2 separate regions of the Sus scrofa genome follow, and region 2 is linked to region 1. Evidence: chromatin contacts called from public HiChIP or PLAC-seq data. All regions are on one chromosome and are shown on one strand. Each heading gives the region's core, a stretch centred on a gene start, on an enhancer-like site or on the middle of the called end of the contact. The rest is flanking DNA. Distances are from core to core; before and after follow the strand shown.

Region 1 (4,316 bases), core at 242-2,741:
CTCATAAAGGGAAACACTGTCTTGGTGGAACTAACAGAGCTTAAGGAATTAAGGGAAAAAAGATGGTAAGGACAATTCCCAGGTTTCAGCATTGGGCATCTCTGTATCAGGCACTGTGACCATCCAAGTAAAACGTGGTTTTCTCCTGGGAATGGTGCTCTCAGATATGGCTGCTGCTAAGGTATGCTTGAAAGAAGACTCATCTCTGAGCCCACCACTGGGTACAAACCATGAATGCTGGCCAGATCTGGGGATCTCATCTACAGCTATGGCCTAGCTACCTGATATCAAAGGAGAAGGACAATCTGTAAAAAAGGGAAGGACACAGCCTTTTGTCAAGGGTTGTCCTGAAAATCATATGTGTTAATACATATAAAAGTGCTCAGAATGGGTCTGGCACATGGTCAGCACTATATATAAGCATCAGCTGTAAGATGAAGAAATCACAGTGTAATACAAAGATCAACACAAAAACATTTCTAGGAAAGTAAAGATCACTGTATTTAAGGCACCTGTGTTTACCTGTAACCCTTCTCACCAAGAACTTAAGTCCTAGCAGAACAGCTAGGCCCATTTCAGACCAAAGAAATTATCAGCGCAAAGGCAGGGAAAGAGCAAAAAAAAAACAATAGACCCAACAACTCCTTTCTGTTTACTTTGGAAGATTAAAATGTTTATAAAACCAAGTTTTAAACAATTGTGGTTAATCTGACATGGTCAATTTAGATTAATTACAATATAAATTTGGTTTACAGTTTAAAATAAGAAGTCATGATTTGAAAATCCTTTAAAGTTAACATGTTATCAATTTCTCTCCATTTAATGTTCACTGAGTTCTTAGAATTAACACACATTCTCCTTTGTCATGAAAATATTTTTTAACAACCAGAACACTGGGAAGAATACAATCAAAATAATACAACTATATAAGTTAATATTAATTTACAAGATAGTATATAAACAGATTATTATTTACACAGATATATTGGCCATCTTAATTCTTTCATGCCTGTAAGTTTGGAAAGTGTTTCTCTAAGGAACAATTTCAAATTATAACCCAATGACAATGTATTTTTTTAAATATATGTTTATGAAATAGCAACTTCAGTAATAGTAGCATAATCTGATTTCATACTGGCTTCCACTTAATAAATGAAAATTGGAGAGATTCAACCAAAGGAGATGTAATTAGTAAATGTTCTCAACATTATTTCTAAAGTTGTTTTTAATGGAATTAATAAATTGGGGAAATTTGTTTTAAAAATAGTGAAATTCAATTGTTTCGATTATATCTAAGTTCTTGTCCAAGGCATATTATGTTAGCACTGGAAATGATCTAATCCAAACCATTTATTTTCCCAGATTGAGAAACTAAAGACCAGAGAATGTAAGCAACTTGCCTAAGGCTGCACAAGCAGCCACTGACAGCCCAGGTCTTTCTGACTACTAATGGTCTTCCATCTTCCCCTATCCATGCACAGTGGAGAGCTCTCTCCCTCCTACTGAGAATCTTGCTACACAGTCTAGTAAATAATGACATCACCATTATCTTACCCACACTATTGTTAAGTGCCTGGACGTTCATTCTGTCAATCAAGATTACCTGATTTCAGGTTGAATTCTTCCACTCATCTCCTCTGCATCACCTGAAGAGATCTTGTCTCCTTCCTCCTCATCCCCTATCTTCCCTCCAAAAGCTTCTCCACAATGGAGTCAACCTAACATCCTTTCTCTCTCAACATTTAGGTCTAAGAGAATTCTTTAGCTACAGGAACTTCATTTTTTATCCCATAGAAAAACAACTTTAGAAACATATTGAGCACATTCCCTGTGGTAGAGAAGCTCTCCAGTTTGGGTGGGGAAGCCTAATGAAGCAGGTCTTTAAAAAGAAAAAAAGGCGGAAGACTAGAAATAGAATTTGGGAGATCTCAGAACCTTAAATGATTGAGGAACTAAGAAATCATTATTTGAGTAAAAGGGCAGTAAGAAGGAGGGATATGTTGGGACACAAGAAATGGAAGTGAAAAGGTGAGCATGAGCCATTCCTGAGGACTGCTTATACTGTGGTATTTGAAAGGTGACTCAGCCTCAAATCAAGGTGACTCACAGAGAAATTGTTAACAATGATAACAGGAAGCAGAGAGAGCTAGTTTGGGGATATGGTTGGCAAGTCAGAATTTGAGAAAATGGTAGGACGTCCAAGTCAAAATCACCAAATTAGTGGTTATCAAAAAAGGGCGTGCCTTTTATACATATTGCTCTTAGAGCCCTTTCTCACTGCATTTTGGTGTTTACATTAGTAACTATAATTCAGTGTTAGATAACACTAGGCTATGGTCACTAATGTAAATACAGTCAAAGGTACCTATAAAATTCAATACCTGGAAGAGAAAGATGCTTTACTGTGGTGACTTTTAAATGTCCGTGGATTCTTTGACTCCTCTCCTTCAAAAGGTAGGGTCTAAATAATTCCCCTCTTGTTGAATGTGGGCCAGGCCTAGTGCTTTGCTTCTGATAAAAAGGATGTTATATGATAAAACTGATGCTATGTGACTTATGAAGGATTCTTTTTTTTTTTTTTTTTTTTTTTTGTCTTTTTGCTATTTCTTGGGCCGCTCCCGCGGCATATGGAGGTTCCCAGGCTAGGGGTTGAATCGGAGCTGTAGCCACCAGCCTACGCCAGAGACACAGCAATGCGGGATCCGAGCCGCGTCTGCAACCTACACCACAGCTCACGGCAACACCGGATCGTTAACCCACTGAGCAAGGGCAGGGACCAAACCTGCAACCTCATGGTTCCTAGTCGGATTCGTTAACCACTGCGCCACGACGGGAACTCCCGAAGGATTCTTTTTAGACAGCTTCTGCACCCTCCCCTTCCCTTTCCCCCCTTTCCTCCTCTCCCTCCCGAAAGTTTGCTCTGGTGGAAGCCAACCACCTTGTCTTGAGGGCACTTAAGCAACCTGTAGAGGGACCCACATGTGGAAAATATGTGGCCTCTTGTCAACAGCCAGTACCAACTTGGCAGGCATGTGGCTGAGCCACCATGAAAGAAGATCCTCCACCCTAGTCAAACCTTCAGATGACTATTATTCAGCAACCTCATGAGAGACCCCAAGCTGAACATGGCTAAACTATATTCAAACTCCTGAACCAAAGAAACTATGAGATAATAAATATTTAACTCACTACATTTTGAAGTAGTTTGTTATGTAGCAATAAATAACTGATACATTTCTTCACCATTATAATAGCTCTAGCACCTCGTACAGAAGACGTAGTTGCCACAGAATGAATGAGGAATTTAAAATAACACCTAGCACCTAAGCTATTATAATTGTGTTTCCCCTTCTGAACTATTCCTGTGATCTATCCAAATCACAGTAAATTTCAAGAGACTATTAGATGTCATGTATCTAACAGGAATAACTTTCTTCAAATGACAAAAACTCAAGGCATGATAAAAACTGCCATGACCGTCAATGACAGCAAAACCACTGTCATTACCTTAACACCTATTAGTGTAAAAACAATATCCTCTCTGTAAAGTCATCTTCTATCTTCATTATTAATTTAACTGAATACAAAATAGTATGCAATAGATTCTTCATAATGAGGGATGATCATGGCAATATGAATAAACAAACCATGGGCAATGGGAAAATGATGGGAAGATTGACATCTGTCATCTGGAAGGAAGAAAACCTGGAGAGCAGTCTTACAAGAGAGAGAAACTAGTATCTGAATGCCTGTACTTTAGGTACTGTATACCTTTCATCTCATTTAATCCTGACAGCAATCTAAAGTGAAGGTATTATCACCATTTTCCATTTTATCCCCTGAAGTAGACATAGCTAATAGGTATTGGAGCTAGGATCTAAAAGCAGCTTCCAACTCCCACACCTGTAGACATTTCACTATTCATCCCAAGGCCACTTGCTTATGTATTTGGGGGAATGCGCAAAAATTTCAAGGCTAGTACTCTTGAAACCCACTTTCCTAAAAGGGGCCATTTGATTACTAGGTCAAGAGAAGCGTGCACATGTGCAAAATTAGGCATATTCAAAACCAAACTAGGAGTTCTTACTTTGGTGTAGTGGATTAAAAATCTGACTGCAGCAGCTGTGGGTTGCTGCTGAGACGTGGGTTCAATCCCTGGCCGGACACAGTGGGTTAAAGGAACCAGTGTTGCCACAGCCTGTGGCGTAGGTCATAGCTGTGGCTTGGATTCAATTCCTGGCTTGGGAACTTCCATATGCCATGAGTGTGGCTCCTATAAATCTTTCCCAATTATGAATTACTGCTTAAGGTGCAGA
Region 2 (4,607 bases), core at 1,720-4,219, 440 kb before region 1:
GATTGGAACTGCAGCTGCCGACATACACCACAGCCATAACAACGAGAGATCTGAGCCTCATCAGAGACCTACACTGCAGCTTGTGGCAACAGCAGATCCTTAACCCACTGAGTGAGGCCAGGGATTAAACCCGCCTCCTCAAAGATACTATGTCGGGTTCTTAACCTGATGAGCCACAGTGAAAACTCTGAGCATGGTGGATTGAATGGTGTCTTCCAAAACATAGGCTGTGTCTAAGTCCCCAGGACTGTGAATGTCACCTGATTGGGAAAAAAGGTCTTTGCAGATGTAAGGCTTTTTTTTTTTTTTGGCTCTTTAGGGCTGCATTTGAGGCATATGGAGGTTCCCAGACTAGGGGTCTAATTGGAGCTACAGCTGCCAGCCTACGCCGCAGCCACAGCAATGGGGGGTCTGAGCCTCGTCTGTGACCTATACCACAGCTCACAGCAATGCCAGATCCTTAACCCACTGAGTGAGGCCAGGAATCAAACCCGCAGCCTCATGGTTCCTAGTCGGATTTGTTTCCATTGCACCATAATGGGAACTTTGACATAGGGCTTTTGAGGTGAGATCATCCTGCGTTTCTCACATGGGCCTTGTTTCCAATGATTAGTGGCCTTTCAGGAGACAGCAGAGACGACTTGGGGGAGGAGGTGATATGAAGATGAGGGCAGAGAGCAGTGAGGTTTGCCCACTGGCCAGTGAGGATGCAGGAAGCTCAAGTTAACAGTGACTAGGAGGCAGGGAAGAGTTTTCCTTTAAAACCTTTCTCTGGAGGGAGTGCAGCCTCCAAAGAAAGTGGGGCTTCTGGCCTCCAGAGCTAAGAAAGGGCAGTTTTCTACTGGTTTAAGCCACTGGTGAGTGGTGAGTGGTAATTTGTTACATTAGCCTTGGGAAACTAATACCATCAGTTTAAACCAACATCTGGCACATGTTTGTTTTGCATTTCTACGAGAATCATGTCTTTAACTGGAACAAAACGGCTTTTGAGATTTGCCCGCTTATTTTATTTTTAAATTAAAAAAATTTTTTTGACTGTGCTCATGGCATGCAGAAGTTCCCTGGCCAGGGACTAAACTTGTGCCACAGGAGTGACCAGAGCCGCTGCAGTGACAACCCCATATCCTTAATCTGCTGCGCCACCAGGGAACCCAGGGATTTGCCATTTATGTTCAAGTTCATGTTCTTCTTTCCTCTCATCTTCTTACCGTGAATGTTCACCTTCCTGCTCCTGATGATGTTTCAATTGAGACACAGCCCTTGACCTCTGCCCCAGCCCCGGAGGAAGAACTAGTCCGAGGGTGGAGAGGAAGGTTGGCGTGGTGCTGGAAACACAGATTCTGGAACCAACCTCCTGGTTCTATCCCGGAGTCTCACCACCTTGGGCAAGTCCTGTTTCCACCTGGTCCTTGGTCACCTCATCTGTAAAATGGGAGGACAGTAGTAACTACCTCTAGGAACTTTTATCTCTGCGTGACAGGCAGGAGGCTATTGCACTGAGGACTGAGGAAATTCACTGATGCAGAGTGCAGTGAGTCAACATAAAACATTGATTTTGTCATTGTCCTATGAAAGTACAACCATAGAGCATTGCCTTTTTAAATGTTAGAATGTTAACTCATATGTGGGCAGTCTCTGCCTCCCAGGTTGGACTCTCCTGGAAATAAATGCACAGAGTTCCCAAGCAGGCAGCTATCTGGGAGCACCCGTGGGACCAACAATGGTGGGAGGGAGCGAAAGACAGTGAGGAGGACTCACGCCTTTCAGCACTGTCCCGAGTTGAGCCACTGCCCTCAGTCCTGGATGTGGCCGCCCCTGGCAGGTGCACCCTGGTGTCAGTGGCTCCCTGCAGAAGAAGCCACCTCTGCAGGGGATGACATCTGAGGCGGTCTGCCAACCACCCTCCTCCTGGCAGCTGGGCGACCCAGGTAGGATCTGGGGTAAGAATCACTGTGTCCACCACACTTGTACTCTTCCTTCAGGATGACCTCATGTTTCAATGCCCAGGGAATCTCAGAATCCAGGACAGGCTGATGGGGGCACTATCCTCCCCACCGGGCCCTGGCGATGTCCCAGTGCCATCTTTATGCACCCACCCCTGTCCCTGTGGCTGAGAGCCTCACTCATGCCTCCTCTTTCTTTTTTTTTTTTTTTTTAGGGCTGAACATGCGGCACATGGAAGTTCCCAGGCTAGGGATCCAATCGGAGCTACAGCTGCCAGCCTACACCACAGCCACAGCAAAATGGGATCTGAGCCACGTCTGCAACCGACACCACAGCTCATGGCAGCCCCAGATCCTTAACCCACTCGGTGGGGCCAGGGATAGAACCTGCATCTTCATAGACACTACGGCGGCTCTTTAACCTGATGAACCTCGACAGGAACTCCTCTCTTCTATGTCTAGGTTGCTCTTGGTGCAAAAGAAAGTAAAGAAATGGAGGGGAAGCTGGCTGAAGGGAGAGGCCAGATCTGAGCCAGGATCCAGAGCACCTTTGCCTCCGGCTGCCTGTGCTACTCCCTCCCCCTCCCAGGCCAGTGAGGTGTGTGTCTCTGTAGACTGGCTCGGCCTCAGACCCCTCTTTGAAGCAGGAGGAGGGTTGCCTCTCAATAACCCAAGGAGCTACTCTCTAAAGCTTGAATTCCAAAGGGATTATTCCTGTCAGGAGAAAGGAGTAAAAGGCATCCGCTTCTGTAAACATGAAACAAAGATCAGAATAAGGGTTTAGAAGTAACGCTCAGCTAAGCCACGGAAAGGCGGGGAGGATTGTACCGTGTAAGGATGGGTTTTCCTTTCTCATCTGAAGACGAGAGACGTGGTTACGAGACATGCTTACATGGGTTAGATGCAGGATTCTGCAGGTTGGACAGGGCAGAGTTTTGAGATGAAGAATCTTAAGCTCCCTGTTGGGCTTTGTTTAAGAAAAGCAGAAGCATGGCTGGGTCATATGGCAGTTCCTTTTTTTTTTCTTTTCTTTTTTGGGCACCTTGCAGCATGTGGAGTTCCCAGGCCAAGGATCAGATCCGAGCCTTAGCTGCGATCTAAGCCGCAGATTCAGCAACGCCAGATCCTTAACCCACTGTGCCGGCTGGGGATTGAACCTGTGTCCCAGCGCTCCCAAGATGCTGCCGATCTCGTTGTGCCACAGCAGGAATTCCTATTTTTATTTTTTAAGGAACCTCATAATGTTCTTCTCAGTGGCTGCACCAATTTACATTCCCACTGACAGTGTAGGCGGGTTCCTTTTTCTCCACATCCTCTCCAGCATTTATTGTTTGTAGACGTTTTGATGATACGAAAGAACTTATTTATAAAACAGAAACAAACTCACACATTTCGAAACCAAACTTATGGTTGCCATAGGGGAAGCCGCGGTGGGGAGGGATAAATTAGGAGGACGAGAATAAGATACACGCTCATGTATATAAAATAGGTAAGTAACAAGGACCTACTGTGCAGCACAGAGAAAACTACTCAATAGTCTGTAATAACCCATATGGGGAAAAAGAATGGCTATATCTCTCTCTATATAACTGATCACTTTGCTGTACACCTGAAACAACACAACACTGTGAGTCAACTACACTCCAATAAAATTAAAAGAGAGAGAAGTGGAGGGCTAAAAAAAGGGTGTGTGCATTTCTCCTCGGGATGGCATGATGGCTGTCCTGGGGCCAGGATGGAGACAAGGTCATACGGCCAGAGAGGCTGGTGCTATGGAAGTCAGGGTGAAGCTGCCTTTCTGGTCCTGGATTGGGATCCACTGAGTTCTACTCCCCCTCCTGCCGTGTGGCAGCCTGTGTGACCCCGGGAGAGTCGCTGCCCCTGGGCTTTGGTTTCCTTGTCTGTACAATGGGCATAAGACCCAGTGTACAGTAAAAGGTATTATCCCCATTGTACAGACAAGGACAGAAACCAAGTTTGCCACATTAAACAAGAGGGGAAGTTACTGCAATCGAGGGAATCCTGCGGGCAGGGAGGAGATGCAGGAGGCCAGGATGCAGAAAGCCAGGCAGGAGCCAAGGCAGAGGCCACACAGCGGGAAGGATCCACGTGTGGCTGTCCCCTGCATGGCAGCCTTCCTCACTCACTCAGGCCCCTTGGAGAAGGCATGGGACTGGCCAGGCCAAGTTCACCCCACCCTCTCCCTCAGGCTGGGCTTCAGCTTCATCAAGAAGGTTTGAATTTCCTGCATTTAACCTTCCACCAGGACCACACAGGATGACAGACCAGGTGACAGCAAAAGATAGAATTGCAACTAAAAATCCCCTCCAACGGCCTGCACGCCTACCTTTTCTAGTTATTATGAGCCATGGTCTGGGATGAGCTTAGCATGGTATTTGGCCGAGTGAATGCTCAGTAAATAAAAGTTGCTACTAAAGGATGAATAAATTGGGGTGCATTCTACTCAGTAATCAAAAGGCATCAACTCCTGATGAGACAGCATGGATGATTCTGAAGACGTTAGACTGAACAAAAGACACTCAAACCAAATCAGCACATATACTCACTGTATGGTTATACGTATGTGAAGTCCTAGATGTTCTAGGAAAAAATCTGAGCTAAGGTGATAGGCTTGCAGTGCATGCCTCTGGAGCAGAACACAGG

What was found. HiChIP or PLAC-seq counts read pairs in DNA pulled down with a chosen protein or histone mark.
Region 2: a contact with region 1 is called in an H3K27ac HiChIP or PLAC-seq map of alveolar macrophages. The contact joins two enhancer-like sites. A contact is called at or near these places in 2 of 2 datasets of contacts at active chromatin or transcription factors (alveolar macrophages and skeletal muscle).

Annotation. Positions count from the first base shown.
Region 1 is chr13:10,084,001-10,088,316 of Sscrofa11.1, reverse strand. The region is part of intron 2 of UBE2E2 (UB2E2); the gene reads right to left. Among named protein-coding and RNA genes, the nearest start is that of UBE2E2, 82 kb to the right of the region's middle. Within about 2 kb of position 1,491, at least 1 of the 83 cell types and tissues checked has an H3K27ac peak or open chromatin away from gene starts, as enhancers often do. A contact at or near this core is called in alveolar macrophages, where this site is marked.
Region 2 is chr13:10,525,538-10,530,144 of Sscrofa11.1, reverse strand. No RefSeq gene overlaps it. Among named protein-coding and RNA genes, the nearest start is that of NKIRAS1, 190 kb to the left of the region's middle. Within about 2 kb of position 2,969, at least 3 of the 83 cell types and tissues checked have an H3K27ac peak or open chromatin away from gene starts, as enhancers often do. A contact at or near this core is called in alveolar macrophages, where this site is marked.